Regions from separate parts of the Sus scrofa genome. Here region 2 is linked to region 1. A link is a contact called in public Hi-C data. All regions are on one chromosome and are shown on one strand. The core of a region is the stretch at or near the end of the contact, and the rest is flanking DNA. Distances in the headings are between cores, read along the strand shown.

Region 1 (6,566 bases), core at 2,350-4,849:
TCATAGTTCTGTTTCTTGAATAAGCATCTGCCTCTATCCTGTCATTTCCTTCCTCTAGGTGTTTGCTTTGTCTGTTCCAACTGTCTGGTGTGCCCTTGGCTACTTTTCTCCATCTGACTAGCTCATGTTCATTTACAAAGACCCAGTCAAGGTACCTCCTCTATAGGAAGACTTAACCCACACTTCCTCCACATACCTATATACCTGAGCAAACCTCTAGCTTATCACAAAACATTAATATTGTTGCAGCTACGCATTCAGCAATTAAATTATGAGCTCCTGGCAAACAAGGGTTACATTATCTATTTTTCTATCTGTGCACAGAGCAGAGTATCAAACACTTTGTAAACATCCAGAAATGTTTTTGGAGTGAACTAAAATAGGAATATACACAAATCCCTCAGAGTCATTATTAAATTCTGCATGGAACAAAGCTGATTAGGGTTACTATAACTAAAAAGTGTGATATGAAATTAGTTACTAAAAATGTGACATTATTTTGATTAGTTGAAAAACAAGTGTGTGATAATTTTTGAAAAGACCTTCAGTTCCATCTAATGCCTTTCTTCTCAACTGTATTTGTGACTGGCTCATACCGGACAGAAATTTCTGTTCTCGTATGCATGGGATTCCATTCTTCTTAATTACATGTGGTGAGTTTCCTTGATGTATCACTAGAAAAACTATAATTTCAAATTTTATTAGGCTCAAATCACAAAATATTTGGTGCCTCATGTGTGCAAGGTGTTGAGGGTATAAGGCTGAAAAAAAACTTTTTCCATTTTCATTTTATAAGGCAATAGGTTGATGAAATGCTATAAAAGGGGTATATATAAAGTGCCGTTAAAGCAGTAAATTATACATAGCAGTCATGAAAGTCTTCATGAAAGGTGCTTAAGAGGAAAAACGAGAGTATTTCAGGCAGTGAAAACACCAGGAGTGATGACATGGAAATAGGAAAGGTATGCAGTGTACTCAGGATTAGGATACACTCTGACATAGCTTCAATAAAGGGGACAGCAGTGAGGGAATGGAGAATGGCGGTACTCAGAGGACCTGGAAGTCACACTAAGAAATGTGGATCTTATCGTGAACATAGAGTTTGCAAAACTTTATAAAAAAGGCGACCAGCTAATCAGATCTGCATTTTAAGACAGCTCTGTGTAGTTGCAGTGAACAATGGCTTGGAAAGGGTAAGATTGGTTAGGAACCTACTACTTTGTTAGGCACAAGGAAACTCTATCTTGGAGGTTAGGTCTCATTGGTGTAAAGTAATATTATTTATTATTTCAAATTCAGGACACTTTTGAAAGTGGAAGGAGGAATACTTAATCCTAACAAGGATTTATAGAGGCATTAACTATAAATAGAGACCATCCTGAGCAAAGCAAAATCTTTGGTCACCCTCATTTACTGAAGGGGACATCTGTAAATATAAGCTGCATATGCTCCAACTATTTTTTTCCCAGTTAATGGATTTCAATACATTAGAAGGTGGTATACCTGCAGACATATAGGTTGGCTAGTTTATCACAGAAAAAAAGCTCCCCTGAGGTCAGAAGTAGAATTCCTCAGTTTTTTCACAAATGCCTTTAAGCACAAATGGAGAGTGGGAATTGCCCTCATGCAGCCTTGCTACTCCTTCAAGATATGTGTGCTCTGGTCATATGCACATAAGAATACATGAGCCCACTGGAGAGGAAGGGTGGGAGGAGTGCCATCTAGCAATGCTATGTATTAAGAACATTAGAAACTCTATGACATAAACAGGTTTTTCTCTTTCCCTCTTCTCACTTGTCCTCTCTGGGTTTGGTGGTGACTTTATTGCTGGAACAATTAATATACAAAGTACAGTACTTAATTTATACCAATGTTTTATATAGCCTTCTCACCCACCAGAATTCATTCTAGTACAGTAATATAATGGGTATGAAAACACTTTGAAAATATGATTGTATGAAACAAATGTAAAATTATGATAATAAATGTCCTATTATTTCCTTAAACAACTTCCCTTTTACTGAATATCCTATTATTTTCTTTCATTCTTTTTCTTGTATAGCCACACTTGTGGCAGCACACAGAAGTTCCCGGGCTAGCGGTTGAACTGGAGCTACAGTTGTGGGCCTATGTCACAGCCACAGTAATGCCAGATCGGAGCCACATCTGTGACCTATGCCACAGCTTGTGGCAAGCCAGATCCTTAACACACCATACGAGGACAGGGATCAAACCCTCATCCTCAGGGAGACACTATTTCAGGTTCTTAACTTGCTGAGCCACAACAGGAACTCTAGGAAGTTCCTGAGGACTTAAAAGTCTGAGTGAGGAGTTATTTTCTATTCATTTAGACAATGGTCAACTAATATCTTGAATTTATTTTGAGGTTACTATGTATGTTCTTCATTAATTTTGTCATAATGAAAAAGAATAAAAACCATGCAAGCATATTCTGATTAGCAAATTTCTCCTTTCAGTACGACAAAGAGATTACTGTCATCAACACAGCAGTGGCATGTTCCAATAATTCAAGAAATGGGATATTCGACTTGCCAATAACCCCTGGAGAAGAACTGGAAGTCATAGATATCACTGAAGAAAATCTAGTGATATGTCGCAATTCTAAAGGCAAATGTAAGTCACTGCGTTATCACTCATAAGGTTGTTTTTTCAGTCTTTTTATGGCTGCACCTGCAGCATACGGAAGTTCCTAGGCTAGAGGTCCTATACCACAGCCACAGCAACACTGGATCCGAGCCATGTCTGCAGCAATGCTGGATCCTTAACTTACTACTGAGCAAGGCCAGGGATTGAACTGGCATCCTCATGGATACTAGTCAGGTTCTTAACCCACTGAACCACAAATCCCAGGGTTTTAATCAATGTTTTTTTTAAAAAAAAATCTCAGTGCATTATAACTTTCAGATGGATAATGCTGATTTTTGTTTCTATAGATGGATATGTGTTAATTGAACATCTAGATTTCAAGTAAGTGGTTCGTACTTCAAGTAAGTGAATACTTCAAAATCTTAAATTCCAAATACATAATACATTACTGTGTATGTGAGTCTTAAGGAAAGACTATTGAATATATTTAAATTCAGGGAAAGTTTTAAAATACGCAATGCCCTATTCTATAAGGATTACTTGGAAGAGACTTTATCATTGTGCCCCTGAATATGTTATCAAACTTGTCTACAGAGCATATTTATAAACATTTTAAATGAGCATAAAAATATTAAACAGGATAAGAAATTCCCCCGAAATCTCCTACTCACTAGTCCATGGACTTGTATCTCAAAATGTTTGTCCATTTTTCTTTTTTCTCAGGCACCAAAGTTGGTCACCTTAGGAAGACCAAGATCAGATGGTCTGGGCTGCACAATTGAGAACTGCTTCTAAGGTCTCAGTCCTGGCCTCGTATCAGTTTACTTGTCAGTGTGAGATGATGGAAATGTTCGTGACGAGCCGAGAACAGAAAAACGAATCTCCCATATTTAGATCTTGGTTTTACTCCTAAACGGTTATCTTTCACTGTCTATTTCAGTATCTAGTTCACTGCTGGCTCAAGAGAACGTGAAACAGTGTGTGTGGGCATTTGAACACTTGTTTAATGAGCCATGTCCAAAGTTAGAAATCTCGCCTTTATGGCACCTCGTCAGCTGTGCAGATGGTTAGTTTGCTTCTAATATTAGTACACAAGTGTTTATAATTTTTAGATGATGTCATGCATTTAAATTTGGTATAATTTAATTCTGAAAAGTAAAGAAAGTGTAAGTCTTTTAAATACTCCAATTTAAGGTATGATCCTAAAATCAATGTATAAATGTCCTTACGCTTTATCACCAAACTAGAATCAGACAAATGCTGCTCAAAATTGGTTTCTTTAGGAATAGTATGCTGAAAAGCAGTTTATTCCTAAATTCACCCAATATTTTAAAAAATGCCTATATAATTATTTTGTTTAATCCCTGAATATTCAAATAAAATAACTCATGTGTTTTTACTTATAGAAAGTAAAGGAAAATAAATTGAGCTGTAAATAACATTCTATTTTTCAAATGATGTACACTGCCAGTTAGGTAGGATGAGTCTGCCCCTCAAGCGTATGATCCATGGCCTCATCGTTTATACTGTGAGGCTATTTTTTAAGTTTCTAGGGTCTTTTATCTTCTTTTTTGTTGTTGTTCCACATAGCACTTTCCAATAAAGGTCAAGCTTATTCTAAAAGACCAAGATCAAAAGTATTCATAGAGTTTAGACAGGGAAATAAGGTAATTACAAATAAGTAAAGGTGACACCAAAGCTTGGTCTTTAAACACAATATATTTCCTAAATGCAGAGATGGACAATCCATGGTCTGTCTGGTGACTAGGAAGAAATTCAATGTAAAAGGAGTAAGTGTACCTGGTGGGAGATGGCAAGGGCTGGAGTGGGGTAAGTCTGGGCTAGAATGTGACAGAGTTCACTGGCCTCTTTCCTAAAGAGAAAGTAGCAACCACTCAAAGGTCTTAAGCAGGACGACAAGGCCAGACATCGAGAGAGAAAAGGAACAAAAAAATCATAGCAGTGGGGGAAAAAACTGTAACTGCAATGTATACATCTAAGGATGACCTGACCCCCTTGCTGTACAGTGGGAAAAAAAAAAAAAATCATAGCAATGGGGTGGCAGATTCGAATAAGGAGAGACGAAGTTATTTTTGCAGCATCCAAGGTGAAAGAGCACTAGAGCTTAGGACAGCAGCGACAGAAATATATAGTACAGCTGAGATTGCTAGATAATTAGTGTAAAATAATCAGAAGACATTTTTTTCATCACTAAATTTCACAAGAGCTAAGAAGATTGACTTTGACAATCTTTTCAGGTTGATGGAGTGTAGAGCTGTCCTATATAAAAGTGATATAAAAATAAATTATTACACATTTTGAAAGGTAGTAATGAACCCACTTCTGAGATTCTATTGCAGATATACAAAAGCAGTCTTCATTATAATATTTTAGTAGAAGTGATTAAACTGAACCTACAAACATCCCTAACGTTAAAATATTAGAGCTCTATTATGGTACATTAATAACATTACTTATACTTATGCAGCTATTTTTTAAATGTAATAGATCTAAATACATAGAAGGGTATCTACGAGACGTCTTCAAGGAAACATGCCAAAGAATATAAGCATTCTCTTCTGTAAAGAGAAAAGCTTGTTGTGTTTCTAAATTACAAGAGTATCATTCTGAGCATGAAAACATACATGGATGCCCTGCACCAACTGAAGGACAGTGAGTATCGGTGACCACGGGAACTTCATGGTGATGTTTCGGTGTACCTGTACATTTTTTATCTTACAAAATTTCAAAAGTCAGAGAATCAAGCCTTAATTTTAAAAGGCATAGTCACCTCTTTCTTTAAATACAGATTAATGCTTTTATATATTTTATTACATATGCATGGATGTATTAAAAGTGTACATAAAAGCTAAAACTGATTTTTCAAAAAGAGAATATATTTCAACACATGTTTCTGTTTGAAGTTTGAAAAAGCCCAGGATTTGAAAGAGATAGTTCTACTGGCAATAGAGGTTACTCTCACAACTACTTTCGAAGCTATTGTTGTACCTCAAAAGCAGCAATGACAATATGTAAATGCAAGGCATAGCTTTGTTCCAATAAAACTTTACAAAAAAATATATATACATATATAGTACAGAAGCCCCATTAGAGAGATAGAGGAGAAAGAGAAATAGAATTAAGTGATGCTGAGATTTCCTTTTTTTAGGGAGATGAGATTAAGGCTGGTACCAAAGACTGGGAATGTATTTATGCTTCAACCCCCCCCTCCCCCGAATTAAATGTACTACTCAGTGAGAGGCAGGGCAGTAGCTAACTGCAGCCCTCTCCCCCACTCTGGGGCAAGACCTGTTACAGTGGGCATCGTAGAAAACCAGGATGAGCATGCCCACAGGAAAGCTAGTAAGCAAGAGGGAGTACAGGGCTATGTTGAGCAGAGACAGTTCATGCAATAATCCTGTACAAAAGAGGATTAAATGCCATGCATCACTCTTGCCATCTCACCAAATCAGCAAAACATGAAGTATTTCAAATCCTGCAGTGGCAGCAGGACTAAATTTTACCTGACATAGATGTGTCCATGCGCACTCCATCTCATCACATGGCATCTAATTCTAATCCCACGACTCAAGTCTGAGTCTCAATTTCCTCATCAGTAAAACAGGGCTAATAACACTCACCTTATCTGCTTCACAGGGTTGTTGTCAGGCTGTAATAACATAAATAAAAGTGTCCAAAAATTCATAACACAAAAGACTGGGTAAGTGTTGTTATTTTAGTACCTGGACTTTTCTGATATTGGAAGATGTTGAAAACTTAATAGGTTTTTGAGATGCAAATATATTAAGACTTGAAAGAATGGCTAGGAATATAATTAACATGGATATATTTAACAGGGTTTTGACACTAAAACTTTATGTTTTAAAGTATAAACCATTTGGTCTAATATAAACTAGTATAGTATTTATTGATATGGATTGCATTTTTAGAAAAAACAT
Region 2 (6,566 bases), core at 2,350-4,849, 170 kb after region 1:
GGAGTAAGAAAACATGAGCCAAAAGAAAGACAGACCTGGGTTCAAATCCCAGTGACTGGTTGACTCACTTGGGAACCTTGCAGAAGGTACAAAACTTCTGGCTTGTTTTCCATTGGGTACACATGAAAATATTGACCTGTAGCGTTTCCTAGCTGTTGTGGAGTTTAAAAGACATTAATTCCTAATTAGACGCTAAGCTCCTTGAAGTCAGAAGCCCACTGGATTTCTAACACCTGGTCCAAATGGGTGCCATTCGCTTGCTTTGACTTCAGATGAGCCGCTTAACCTTTGTAAGCCTTCATTTTTTCATGGATGAAGTGGGTAAAACAGGAAGGTCCGTAGACCTCTACCCTGTAGGTGAGAAGCATGATTTCAGCAACCACATGTGGATTCTTTATCCAGTATTACTGTGTGAGTAGATACGTAGGCTTTCTGCAGATGTAAGCTGAATTATTACTGTCGCAAATGCTGGGCTTGACTTATCTTCAGGTAACGAGCGCGCAGGTGAAGTGGAAAGTTGGACAGCTCTGGAAAGGGCACTTGCGGGACCTGGTCTGTGGGAGCGATGGGAAACCTCTCCCCTGTGTTCTGATTTCAGTCGTGCAAAAGGACAAACATGTCTCATTTACTCTCCCACCCTCACTCTTTCCCTCCCCTCGCAAGGGCTTTCTAAAGAGCACTTTGAGAGTGGGAGGCTGGGTTTAATTTTGCACAAACTTGAAGCTGGGGCTGGGTCACTTGGGTAACACTTCCCACATGACTTTATCAATGGGTGGGCCACGGAAACTTATCCCTTGTTTTTATACGCCCCACCCCCAAACCGCCCAACCTGCCCAAGTGTTAGTTTTTCAAAGCCCAAGAACTTTCAAAGGCCTGAACCCAACACAGGGGCCTTTCTTCATGCTTTGATTTTCTGCCCATTAAGTGTTTGTCATTGAGTTCATATTTCGCCTCCTCGGCAGCCTACACATCCCAAGAGGTCCCTGGAGGTTTGGGGAGTTAATTGATCCTTGATTAAAAGAAGGAGAACTGCTTCAGTCTAGGTCTAGCATCTCCAGATGGGGTGTGTTTTGTGTGTGTGTGTTTGTGTACATACATTTTGGTTCTGCTTTGCAAAAAGCTCGTAATGTACCTTTTGATTTATCTAGAAAATAGATAAATCTCCATTCCAGGATGTTGACTTCAGAGTTTTAATTATATTAGATACCAACATGTGGGGTACATGGTGAATGTTCAGCAAACAGTAGCCCATGCTCTTGCCTTGACTCTTTCCAAACAAAGCGTTTTTTTCTTCCAAGCACGTGAGGTTTGCTGAGCTTCCGTGACTGCATTAATCCTCAGAGGTGCTTCCTTCCCTCTATTTTAAGGGACTGACTGACTTTAGAAAACACCCAGGTGTCAGATCCTTTGAGCCTGGTCCAGCTCCACCACGGACTGGCCCGGTGACTCTGGTAAGTCACTTTAATCCCTCTGAACCTTAGGGTGACTTAACGTGTTAGTTTTTATGACTGCCTCTCCAAGGCCACTGGAAGACTGGGACTCCAGCTCCAACTCAGTAGCCCCATCCGTGCCGAGAAGAGAGCAGGCAGTGGAGCTCTCAGACTGCCGAGGTTTATGTGGGGGTCCCTGGAGTCTTGTGTCTCTCATCCCCGTCTGTAGCCAAATTTAAAATTGTATCCTCATCGTGGCAACAGCCCTCAGTTTTTGTGGATGGATTATTGCAATCCTTCAACTACACTGAGTTTTCATGAGTGCATTTAGCCCCTGGACCCCAGAAACTTCCTCCTCATAGAAGGGGCAAAGTAAGCCTCACATCTGGGCTATCTTGTTTTTTTGTTTTCTTTTTTGGCCACGCCTTGACATATGGAGTTCCCAGGCCACAGATCAGATCAGAGTCACAGTTTTGAGTTGTGCGACAGCTGCGGCAACACCGGATCCTTAACCCACTGTGCCAGGCTGGGGATCGAACCCGTGTCCTGGTGCTGCAGCGATGCTGTGCATCCCACTGCACCACAGTGGGAACTACTGGGCTGTCTTTCGTGTCCCTGGTAAAGTGTTCTTTTGTGCCTTTGCTGTACCCTCTACATACATCAGTCTTCGTATGAAAAGTATTTTAGTGCACTTGTTTTCACGACTCTCTTATAATACCGTGAACCTCTGGAGGGCAGGAATTTTGATATTCTCACCCCTTGATTTGCCATGGCTAGCACTGGGAGTTTGCTTGAATGGGATGATCAGGGGAGTTCCCATCATGGCTCAGGGCAAATGAATCTGACTAGTATCCATGAGGACACAGGTTTGATCCCTGGCCTCGCTCAGTGGGTTAAGGATCCGGCGTTACCGTGAGCTGTGGTGTAGGTTATAGATGTGGCTCAGATTCCGCGTTGCTGTGGCTATGGTGTAGGCTGATTCGACCCCTAGCCTGGGAACCTCCGTATGCCACAGGTATGAGCCTTAAAGAAAAGAAAAGAAATGATCAGGGACTACAGTGGTTGGTAAGAAAGGTGGTGCCAACGTTGGCAGTGGAGATCCTACGTTAGAGCAGGGCAGCCTCTTCTCTGTGTCCTGCAGAGGCAAGGCACAGTGTTACGTCTCTTGAGGACCAGCTGCCCCGTGGGGGGGTCATGTTTATGCCTTTCCCATCAACTGAAGGGACTCTGAGGTTACTCTTCTCCTGGAACCAAGTCAAAATTTGACTGGCATCACCCCCCCCCCCCAGTCATACCACAAGTTTGCAGGGGAAGACAGAAAAAGCCACTGGGTTTTCTAAATGCTGTCTCCACGCCTTTTAAGAGAATAAACAGAGTGTATTCAGATCCAACATCTTGTCTGTTTTTGCTCATTATCCACATAACTGGAACCGGAAACCCTCCCCAAGGCTTGGACAAGGAAGGAAGGAAAAGGATTTGGATCGCTCCCAGATTAAGAGCACAAAGGAACCGACCACTCAGATTTCTTCCCTAACCGTCTCTGCGGGATGGTCCCCGCCTCCTTCCTTTTCACACTGGTTGTGTGTCCATGCTGTGCGCCAGACCCTGTGCTGACACCACCCGTGCTGTGGCCTGGCTTCTTCCCATGAAAGAACAACTTCCTGTCCTGATGTTATTCCATTGTACGTGTCTTCGCTTACTAGATCGGCCGCGTCCTGCGGGCAGGGCTTGTGTCATCTTTGCATGCCCTGTCCTCAGTGTGCATATTTAAGACACAATAAATATTTGCGAAGTAAACGAAGGAGTGAATGCATTAATGTATCCCAGCAAACCCAAAGCAAGCCTGCCTTCTTTGCCTTTGCGCAGATGCGGAGGGGATTTGGGCAGTGGGAAGTTACTTGCGTGAGTGGAGGGAGCTGTGTCGAGATCATTAACTGAGCTGACTCCACCACTCTTATGGGTTTTATTGTCCTTAGGAACATATGTTTTACAGGCCTATCATGTGAACTCTATTAAAAATAGACGCTGGGGGGCCAAGAGCCGAGCACAAATGTAAGGAACTCGGGGTCTGTTCCCTTCCTGAGTTTATTAGCAACGCTTTGGCTCCCAGGCACCACAGAGGCTGCGGCTGGGCTCGCGCTTCAGCCGTCAGCACGACGTGTGGAACTTTAAAAGCGGACTATTAATATCATACGGCTGGCCTCGCAGCTACCTTTCATCGCCAACTTGGCCACACTTCCAAATGTTTCGGCGGTGGAATGAAGATGGTTCAGGCCCCTGTGATCGCTTTTCCCTCCCAGCCCCCAGCCCACGAAGAGGGGCTCACGGCACTCACCAGGTCTAAGCCAAAACGTATCTTCACCGTCTCCCCTTCCTCCTTTTCTCCATCACCGAGACGGGGTTTCAAGAGCTCACGGTTATTGCCTTCGAGGGCCCTCTGTGTTTACTTTAAGAAGGTCAGGCACAATGCTGTGGTGTGTTGCTGGGCTTTCTTTTCAAAGCACCAGTATGAATTTGATAAAGTAAATTGTTGTTCTAGCAGGAAGCAGTTAGGGGTCACAAAATAAATAGCTGTAGAATTCAAATAAATCCAAAGAATAAAACCAAATAAATCCATGTGTGTATGCACAGTGATACATAAATACACTTTTTAGAAAGTGTGCCTTTTTTTTTTTTTTTTTTATCGCTGCCGTCTGGACCAAAGTCATTGAAAAACTGGAGTTCATGGTACTTTTTTTTTTTTTTTTTTTTTTTAATAAGGGCAGCCTGGGCCTTTGAGCACCATGACATGAGTTAATTCTTTTTGAGAAAAAAAAAAAAAAAAACATGAAAATGGAATCTTATCGTTAAAACAGTCATTTATAATGGGTGTTTTCCACTAGTGAAGTTCACAGGACGGAACCAATCTGCGAAGTTAAATTAGGGATTTGGGCCCTTTGGGGTGGACGAAGAGACTCTGAGGGAGCTAAGGATTCTTTCTGAGCCTCTGTTCTCCCCACTTACAGACCATCGATAATAGTGTTTTTAAATGATTTTAAAACGAGCGCTCAGGGTTGTTGGGCAATTCGATGCAAAAATGGATAGAAAAAACCTTACACATTGTTGATGCACATCGATGGCACCTGTTATCGTCCAGATGTTTTCCCTGGTCTTTTTCAATCCTGACATTGCCGTTGCTCACAGTTTACTTTAACTTTGTAAGGTGGTGTTAGGGCTTGATATCGAACTTGAATGTACGGGAGGAAGTGCTGTGAAAAAAAAGAGCATGAACCAAGACAGAGGCTCTGGGTCCTGTTTGGTTGGAAGGTATGCCAGAAGGTTCAGGTCATGGGAAACTCCCGGAAGTCATACTCGGGGACTTTATCTTACCCTCTGCAATGGGGACTCAGTGAAGAGGCTTGAGCAAGGCAATGACATGCTCATGGCCATGATCAGGAAGTAAACCAGTGGATATGTGTGAGCGGCATGGAAGGTCAGAAGGCCACTCTGGAGGCTGCTACTGTGTCCAAGAGCTATAATGGGCCCTCGTTTTTTTTTTTTTTTTTGCCTGAGGTTTTGAGAGCCTTTTCCTGGCAGGTGATGGAATGAATCCATTTTCCATGACCTTTCAGAGAATGGCATCTGAGCTGGCCACTGATAAACTAGTGGCAGCTGCAAGCATGCCTGTGTCCCTAATGCCCCTGGGCTCTGTTCCAGGGTTGCGGGCAGCGGGGCCCAGCTCCGCTCTGCTCAGTCTTCGTCAATGACTTTGAATAGTGAAACCAAAGCCCTGAACATGGCATTCCCTGAGCAGCTACTAGGTGCCAACACTGTGCTTGAAGTTTTCTGTGCTTTGTTCTCCTTCACTCATCACCACAACTCATATGTGGGGAAACTGAGGCTCAGGAAGATGGAGAGAGAACCGGAGGTCACATTGCTAGGAAGTGGCAGATCTGGGGTTCAAATTCATGTTGTCTGACTCCAGGTCTTCAGTTTTTCACCCACAGAACCTTGGATGAGTTTCTTGAAGGGGAGATGGTTGGCTTCAGAGAAGAATGTACTTGGAGGCGTCATACGACAGCATGAGACTTAGGGCTGTTTTAGTGGTGATGGCACACTGGGCTTTGAGTTTTAGCAGGTTGTTGTAGAGCAGTAGGGGAAAAAAGCTCCTGCCCCACTGCATCCAGGTCCTCCCTCTGTGCGCTTGATCGGGACAGGAGGATCACCCTACACTCTTCTCAGTGGGGACTAAGGGGGGAAGGGGTGTGTGTAGAGAAAGCTCCCTCTAGGCTATAGCTCACTACAGATGCAAGGGATTTGCTTCACCGTCAGTGCTGCTCTTTGGGGTGGTCTTTGCTGTAGGTCATTCTTCGGCTTCTTTGCACTGATGTGTTCCCCCTTCTCTCTCTTTTTTTTTTTCTTTCGGTATATGAAGCGGGCCTGCCCTTCATCATCATCGAGACAAGCACCATCAAGCCTTACCACCGGGGTTTTTATTGCAATGACGAGACCATCAAGTACCCGCTGAAAACCGGGGAGACAATCAATGATGCTGTGCTCTGCGCTGTGGGCATTGTGATCGCCATCCTCGCGGTAAGCATCCAGACTGCCACACTCCACCTGGCTGACTCCCCTGGGTCACATCATAAACTATCCGAGCTAGCAGGGTTTGGAAGAGCCAGTCGAATTTCCCTGGATGAACACTCTCTTCATGCAGTTAATAGTATTACTAATAGTTTATTTAAAATGCAATATTTTAAAATACTAAATATATATATATGATAAAAGTAGACTAAGCAACCTCCTAAAATACTTTGCATACATTACCCTTGCAACAAGAAAGTGTAGACATTGTTCTAACATTTCTTCTATAAGTTAAGAAACTGAAGTTCTCGGAGTAAAAATAATTTGCCCAAGGTGACTCAGTTAATAAGTGGTCAAATTGGGATTTGAACCTAATTGTCCCGAGCCTCAGAGTCTGAGCTCCGAGCCTCTGTGTTAGATGAGGGAAATGCCTTACCAAATATCTCAAGCATTTTCTGTATTCTTTCCACACGATCATGGTGTAGCTCTGACAGCGATAATGCCACTGGCATTTCTGGCCTATTGTTGAATTCGCTTGTCCAGAGGCTGTGGTGCCAAAGTGCAAATAAAAAA

The links. A called contact is a pair of places that touch in the nucleus more often than the background predicts.
Region 2: a contact with region 1 is called in a Hi-C map of skeletal muscle, with 7 times the contacts expected there. The contact joins two enhancer-like sites. A contact is called at or near these places in 2 of 47 Hi-C or Micro-C datasets (psoas muscle and skeletal muscle) and 1 of 2 datasets of contacts at active chromatin or transcription factors (skeletal muscle).

What each region holds. Positions count from the first base shown.
Region 1 is chr6:155,675,117-155,681,682 of Sscrofa11.1, forward strand. C6H1orf168 (activation-dependent, raft-recruited ADAP-like phosphoprotein) reads left to right here. Exons shown (of 18, transcript XM_021096579.1): 16 at 2,478-2,634; 17 at 2,955-2,988; 18 at 3,331-6,566. The coding sequence ends at 3,352. Among named protein-coding and RNA genes, the nearest start is that of PRKAA2, 76 kb to the right of the region's middle. Within about 2 kb of position 3,600, at least 2 of the 83 cell types and tissues checked have an H3K27ac peak or open chromatin away from gene starts, as enhancers often do. A contact at or near this core is called in skeletal muscle, where this site is marked.
Region 2 is chr6:155,842,217-155,848,782 of Sscrofa11.1, forward strand. PLPP3 (phospholipid phosphatase 3) reads left to right here. Exons shown (of 6, transcript XM_003127971.6): 2 at 5,845-6,002. Among named protein-coding and RNA genes, the nearest start is that of PLPP3, 45 kb to the left of the region's middle. Within about 2 kb of position 3,600, at least 8 of the 83 cell types and tissues checked have an H3K27ac peak or open chromatin away from gene starts, as enhancers often do. A contact at or near this core is called in skeletal muscle, where this site is marked.